Regions from separate parts of the Callithrix jacchus genome. Here region 2 is linked to region 1. Evidence: chromatin contacts called from public Hi-C data. All regions are on one chromosome and are shown on one strand. The core of a region is the stretch at or near the end of the contact, and the rest is flanking DNA. Distances in the headings are between cores, read along the strand shown.

The links. Hi-C and Micro-C count contacts between places; a contact is called where the count stands out from the background.
Region 2: a Hi-C map of skeletal muscle shows a contact between it and region 1, with 7 times the contacts expected there. The contact joins the promoter of MEOX2 here to the enhancer-like site in region 1. A contact is called at or near these places in 2 of 3 Hi-C or Micro-C datasets (both in skeletal muscle).

Annotation. Positions count from the first base shown.
Region 1 is chr11:42,406,116-42,409,953 of calJac240_pri, reverse strand. No RefSeq gene overlaps it. Among named protein-coding and RNA genes, the nearest start is that of CRPPA, 360 kb to the right of the region's middle. Within about 2 kb of position 1,268, at least 2 of the 16 cell types and tissues checked have an H3K27ac peak or open chromatin away from gene starts, as enhancers often do. A contact at or near this core is called in skeletal muscle, where this site is marked.
Region 2 is chr11:42,792,374-42,795,749 of calJac240_pri, reverse strand. MEOX2 (mesenchyme homeobox 2) reads right to left here and starts at 1,762. Exons shown (of 3, transcript XM_002751547.8): 1 at 970-1,762. The coding sequence starts at 1,483. It overlaps LOC144578358 (a long non-coding RNA gene), which reads left to right and starts at 929. Exons shown (of 2, transcript XR_013523934.1): 1 at 929-3,376.

The DNA of each region.
Region 1 (3,838 bases), core at 19-2,518:
CCATTAACTATAGTATCTTCAAATTTGGTGATACTGAAACACCAAATAAATCTCAGCCACTCTTAGCTGATAAAGAGAACATTGGATTCTGAAGCCATAATCAAATTCCTGTATTGCAACCCTGCTTATTGTTTCAACAGAGGAGCTGAGTGCAAATGTGTGGGAAGAATGTTTATCATCTTCTTACAGATCAGAAAGTGATGCATAGGGATTAAACTATATTTATGAGGTCAACAAAACATTAACAGAACTGTGATGAGCCAAATCTGCATTCCATAAAAAGTCTAAAATTAAACTGGGTTTCCAAATGACATGTAACTAGTATTTGAAAACGTCTTATAAAATTAATGTATTCCTGTCTCTATGCTTTTCACTTCAGCTCTAATTTGGACTGTCAACATTTTATTATATTCACAGGAAATTCCTGGTGGAGTTTGTCAATTGGTCTCAGAGCATAAAGTTCTAAGTCACAAACATATACATATGCATTTTTTAAAATTTAAATAATGTGTATCTCTAAAATGCACCATATCATCCGTGCTAAGTAAACCTAACCTAGGTCTGGCAGACACCATTGGAAGGCTACAGATATCCCTGTGGATATTTGTACAAAAAAGATTTTGCTTTTAAATGAGGAAAAGAACTGCAGAAATGCAAATTCTCACTCTTCTTAGCTTGGCTCTAACAGCTATTTTCTGGCCAGTCAGAGGATGCTAATAATTGACCTGGATGGAAAAATATGACTGTAGCTGTCTTTTTTTCTAATTATTCAGAATCTTAATGATTGCAATTCAAAACCTTAATGATTGCAAATCTTAATTGATTTGTTCTTTTGGGCACTCATATGAATGATTTCTATATTGTGCTGAATTTTAGTAAAAATTGGTAGATGTGTTTTAGTGAAAGTCAGTAGCCATCTCTGTCCATTAGTATCTCCAACATTTTAAGAAACAAGCTTCTCCTCAAAGATGGTCTGATAATATTCTTACAAATTCTTTTCAGATTTGAATTACAGCTAAGATAGTAACATATGTAGCATCTCACTCTCTCTATGTGTGGGTGAGAGAGAGTGAGCAAATAAGCCAAAAATAAGGATTTTGCAGACAAGCCTCAGATGAATGCCTCAGAGACTTCTTAGTCCAACTGCATTTTCTGTAGTTAGCATACAATCTACCCTGTGTGAAAACACTCACAAATAAACAGGAATCTGAGCTCAGCAACACTCCTGCTTACTTTCTCTTCCTCTCTCCGCCCCTCCACAAGTCTTTTCACTTCCTAATCTGCCAAATCAAATGCTAAATCAGGAGCAATAGCCTACAATTAGCTTTTTCAATTAAAATGTAGAGTTCAAAGTTGACTCCAGAGTGAGTAATTGCTTTTGAAAACCACAACCAGCAGGCAGCTGCCAGATTATTACAACAGTTTATTTAACCTCAAAACATCTGATCAATTTTATTATCTGGGCAGAAGGCAGATATCCTGGAGAGGATTTTAAATATACTATACATCCTAGTTGTGTGAGAGAAAATTAAAATTCTTCAACACCATAAATATCCTTTTGCCATCACCTTGCTGAGAAAACAAACTCAAACCACACTTTCTTCATTCGAAAGTCAACAGAAAGGAAGAACACTGTGACATTCAGCTAGGGTCGGAGTGTGGGGAAGGGGCCAGGAACAGACAATTTACAAAATTACAAGGTTTGAAAACATTCAAACATCCGGCTCATGATGTTTGGGGTTTTTATTCATCCAGAAAGGAAAAGTAGAGAGGGCTGCCAACGTCACCAAAACAAAGAGTATCATGTTTCCAGAATCCTGATTTGGCTGCCTTCACACTGGCGACCTTATTATTTGGAAATCCACTCTATGGCTCCAGTGACGCCGTGGTTGAAACCGTGGTAATACGTACATTGACTGGAGGGCTCTCAGAACTCTTGCCTCCACAGAGGGGCACCTCGAGGAATTTCTCCCAACTCCTTTTTTCTGACCTTACTACCCAAAGCCTACCAGCCTTTCCTGCACATCTTGGTTTTAATTCCACAATGTCTCTGCAAGCCCATTAGAACCTACGACATTAAGCAGGTTGTATTATTTGAGCCCCTCCCCAATCTTCAGAGGCAATATTAGGTAAGAACATAGACACTAGCAGTCTTTCTGAATTACGATCCCAGTTCAACCATTTACTATTAAATAACAAGATGAACTCCAGCAAATAACTTTTCTGTTGCTCATTTTCCTCATTCATAACACCACACCTGTGTTGTGAAGACTGAACAATTATCATGTGTAAAGTGTTTACACTTGTGCCTGATACATAGTAAGTGCTACGCAAGTTTTAGCTGTTGGTTTTTATCACTCACTCCAGATGCAGGCTTTAGTTCCCCCTGGCTCTCAGTCTTGCCTGTTAGACAGTTTTACCCGGTCTCAGGCCCAGCTCCCAGCTCTTGGAACATCTCTTCAGATAGTCTGGATGAGGGTTCACACAGTTAGATACCTGGGCTGTGCTTGTGCCCTTACTCTGAGGTCTCTTTGTAAGAAAGCTGTAATACATTCATGTACCTCTTATATTTCCAGAAGTTTAACCACCTTGAACAATGTCCCAGATAGATGCAGAACACAAGTAACTCTCAACTGTAGTTGTCTCCAAAATAAATCATCCTTCGCTACCACAAGAGTGTTGCTGGATACTACTTCCCATCTCTGCATTTGAGGAATATTTCCATTGACTCTTTTCTGCCCTAGTCCAACAAATGTCAATTTGACAGGAAAAAAAAAATACATTCTTATCACAAGACAATTTAGAAAGTGTTCATTGCAAATAAACCATTTAATTCTAGAAAACGACACTTCAGTGTCCCCAAAAACACAAGAACACCATCTTATCTTTGTGTTTCATTTTTTGTTAAAGGTCTTTTATGCCAGCGCAGGGCTCAGTGGCTCCTGCCTATAATCCCAGCACTTTGGGAGGCTGAGGTGGGTGGATCACGAGGTCAGGAGTTCAGGATCAGCCCGGTCATCATAGTGAAACCCTGTCTCTACTAAAAATACAAAAATTAGCCAGGTGTGGTGGCACGCACCTGTAATCCCAGCTACTCAGGAGGCTGAGGCAGGAGACTCACTTGAACCCGGGAGGCAGAGGAGACTGTCATTGCACTCTAGCCTGGGTGACAGAGTGAGACTCTGTCACAAAAAAAAAAAGATCTTTTATGCCTATTCCCCAATCTCCATTTGTTTTCCCCTCTAGAACCATGCTAACATATTTGATATCCTTGAATTTCTATGAATTCTTCTAGAATATGAAACATTTTATGTGTATTTTAAAGTTTATTGATTTATAACTGAATAATCAGTGAAGGTTATTGATTCATACAGATTTTTATTCATTGCTTGCTACTTTTAAGCACTCAACTGTGTTCTTATAATATATGCATGATATTTTGTCTACATGTCATTTGTTGCTTTTAACTACTCCAGAATACTCCAGAGTATCTGCCTACTGCATTTTTACCTAACCACTCAATGCTTGCCATATACAAAAACATTAACGTCTAATAGTTAACCTCATATTCCATCAACTTGATCTAAAGTCAGTGATTCTGATTAATTCAGCAAGGGAATTTTTTTCTCCAGTCTTTCATTTAAGAGTTTTCCACCTGATTTATCAAGACAAATAATTCTTTTACTTTCTAGTAAAGACGCACTTAGACAAATTGGCAATTTTTGGTTTGAAATCTGATTGTTGGCAACCAACATGTTTTGATAAAAGTAAGTATCTTTCAGAGACACTAAACAATATAAAGCATAGACGTCTTAAAAGCTTTGTGGAGGTAGTCAGG
Region 2 (3,376 bases), core at 513-3,012, 390 kb before region 1:
AAAACTTTGAGTTTCTCTGGATTGCTACAATTTACTCTGCAAGTTGTGCCTTCAAGCACCAGAGGTCAGGAAGATTCCCCTTTTGCGTGGCTGCTCAAATTATCCTCACTGAAATCAGCGCTTCCTGCGCACCCTTGCATACGACCTTCAGGCACGTAGCTAACTGACACTACCCAAGTTGCTGTTCGCTACCCAGTATTTGCCGCAGCTAAAACCAACTTGGTAGAGGGATTTATTTTCCACTCTTGAAATTTAGATTCTGTAATTAACTTACACAACATGAACATGTACTATATTAAGGTTCGTCTTTCTTCCAGCGTGAGCATGTATTTATTTACAATTCTCTGACACATTCCTTAAAATCTGAATTCCTAGATAATATCTTCTTCCCTAAGAAGGGGAAATTTTTACCATTTGAAATAGGGTGCTATTTAAAGAACTCTCAAACAAGAATGTTTAAAAAAAAAAAACTAAAACTTTTTTTTTTTTCTCATGTGCTCTGCCAAGTTCCATTGCAAGTTCCAAATATTGTGCAATAATTTGGAAATCCAGTTTACGATGGGAAAAGTCAAGCCACTCAGAGTCGGGAACTTGCAAGAGAAAAGTCAAGAAGCAGCACCCGCACGCACGCACGCCTGCCCAACGGACGCGGCATCCCTGGGCACACGCCCCTCCCTCCCCCGCGCTGGGATGGAAGGTCACGCTTCGCAATCGATTTCACAGCCACTTGTCCTTTTTTATCAACCTTCTGGTAAACTAGTTTAGGACCTTGGAGAGCTTAGAGCTGCTAGCTGTGTTGCTCTCGGATAAACACGTGCCCCCAAATAACAGGACCAAAGCTTCACCGCCGAATTTAACACATTCCCCTCTTCCCCGCCGCCACCCTCCAGGGCCAGACTCTTCCCTGGCATCTCCCCGCCCCCTTTCCAGGCCGGCGCGCACTCTCGAGGGTGCCTGGCGCTCTCTTACCTGAGCTGTCGCTTTTCCTCTTGCCACCGCTTCGTTTCTCCGCCTCCGCAGGTGACAGTGCCTGGCGACCGTAGTCCCCTGGCGCGCACGAGGCCCCGGTCGGGGTGCTGGAGCCCAAGCTGGAAGAGTTGGAACACAGGACAGGCGGGCTGCTCCCCAACTCTGGGGGTCCTCCGGAGTCGGGCTGGAGGCAGAGGCTGTGCCGAGCCGCAGTCGGTGGGGAGGACATCTGCGGGAGGTGCCAATTGGTTTGCAGAGCCTGGTGCTGCTGCTGCTGATGGTGGTGATGGTGGTGATGATGGTGGTGGTGGTGCCCCCTGTGATGCTGGCTGGCAAACATGCCCTCTTCGTTGGGGTATCCCGCGATTATGCAAGATGAGGAAGAAGTAGAGAGCTCGGGGTAAGACATATGGTCAGATCTTCCATGCAGGGCTAGAGAGGATTGGGAGAACGGGTGCAAGCCTTGTGCCGTGGCGTGAGGGCTGCGCAGGCAGCCAAAGAGCGGGTGTTCCATAGCATGCAAGTTTCGGGTTCCAGGCAGAAGACTTCACGGCGGTTCTAAAGGCCACCACCCTCTGTCACTTTTCACTGGAAACCGTGTGATGTTTTTTACCCCTCTCAAAGCAATAGCCGTGCACTTCTGCAGAGCTCGGATAATCCCGGTCCTGAGCCCTAACGGCCAGTCTCCTTTACATATGAACAGTCGGACCTGGAAGAGCTTCCCTGAGCTACTCAGATGTCAAGAGTGGGAGAGGTTGAAGCCAAAAGAAGGTGGTCCCAGTGAACTGCCTTCAGGGGGAAATGGCTCTGAGAGGTTATAAATAGACTGTAACGTGAGCTGGGGGCTGGCTTAGGAGCCCAGAGTTGACCACATGCAAACTCCCTCCAAAACTCCCGCTCAGTCTGCGCCACGCGCTCCCAGTTCCACTTCCTATCGCCGGCTGGACAGACGCAGAGCGTCCACGCCCGCCTAGCCCTGCCAGCTACCAGGACTACAAGCGGCGCGCCAGCGTCTAAATCCCGCCCGGGAGGGCAGCGGCTCTGCCCTCCAGACTCTGGAGGCCAGGGCGCGGCGCGCACCAGCGCCAACCCAGCACCCTGTTTCCCACCTACTAATTTTTCTCTTGGGAAAACGTAACTTGTCAGTGTCATTTGGGAACTGTCACCTGCAGAAAAGCTAGGGATACGCCTAGCCTTTGAGGAACACGAAAGAAGTGATAGGGTTAAAGGAAAAGATCAGAGCTAGCCTGGCGCACTCTGGAAGTTTTTCAAACTTCGCATCTTCCCGTGCCCAGGGCGCCGCCGCGCGCCTAGGTTTTCGCAGTTAGTTTCTGTGGGTGGTGGTTAAGAGGCTGGGACGCCAGGTCTGAGGTTTCGGGGACGTGCACCATGGCCTGGAAAGTGTGGTTCACAGTGCGGAAAGACCTGAGAGGAAGACCTAAGGAAGACCTGGTGGGGTGGGTGGGAGGTAAGCGCGAATTGCAGATGCCTGCTCTCTGGCATCCTCACGTGCGATGCCCGGTGGAGTCTCCCTCCCCCCCGCTTTCCTGGTCTCGCTCAATTTCCTAGCCACTCGTCCACCAAGAAGAAATTTTCCTGGGTCAAGAATTATTTCCAAGCGATTTTGTCCCAGTCACATGAGATGTGTAGATTTGCATGCACATTTCTAGCCTCTCCCCTCCGGAGCTAGCCCAGGTCTCTTCAGTTCCCTCTAGAAATCCACTCTTCTGCTCAAAAATAAATCCACTAATCGTGTCTCTTAACACCACTGCTCCATTTACTGAGAAATCTTAAATTTCGATAGCTCTAAGAATTCACTAAGCTTGGGCGCTTGATTACATCTTTGCATCCCTGAAAATAAACTCGATAACTTGCCTCCAGTAAGCATGGGAGAGCGAGGGCAGGGCTTTGATACTGCCACTTGCTTGGTGAGCGACAAGATCCGCTGGGGCACAGTCGTTTATACACAAGTGAATGGGCTTTAATGAGCAGGAGGAACAGTCACGTCGGATCTGGGACGTGTCGGATCAGGAGAATATCTGTAGTCACCTATTCCACCCGGAGCCCCGACTGCACCACCAGCAGTGTCGCCCTGTTATTTTCATTGTCTCAGGTGTCCAGAGGATGGTGACCAGGTCTTTGAAGTTGTTAATGGGATTAATGGGTACAGCAAACTGGGCTAGACATCTGGTTTGAATTAGGAAAAAGTATTGATTAATCTTTGAGAGGTGTCCCCAAAGCAGAACCTTTCCTCTCCTCTTCCAGTCCCCCTGTTTAAGCCTATCTTTTCTTTTAAGTCACGCTGCAGAATGGTGGCTTCGCAATAACATTCGTGTGAAAGATCGAATTGTTTTCTATTGCTTAGAGGTGGGGTGGAGTGGGGGTTGATCAGGAATTCTGAGATTTG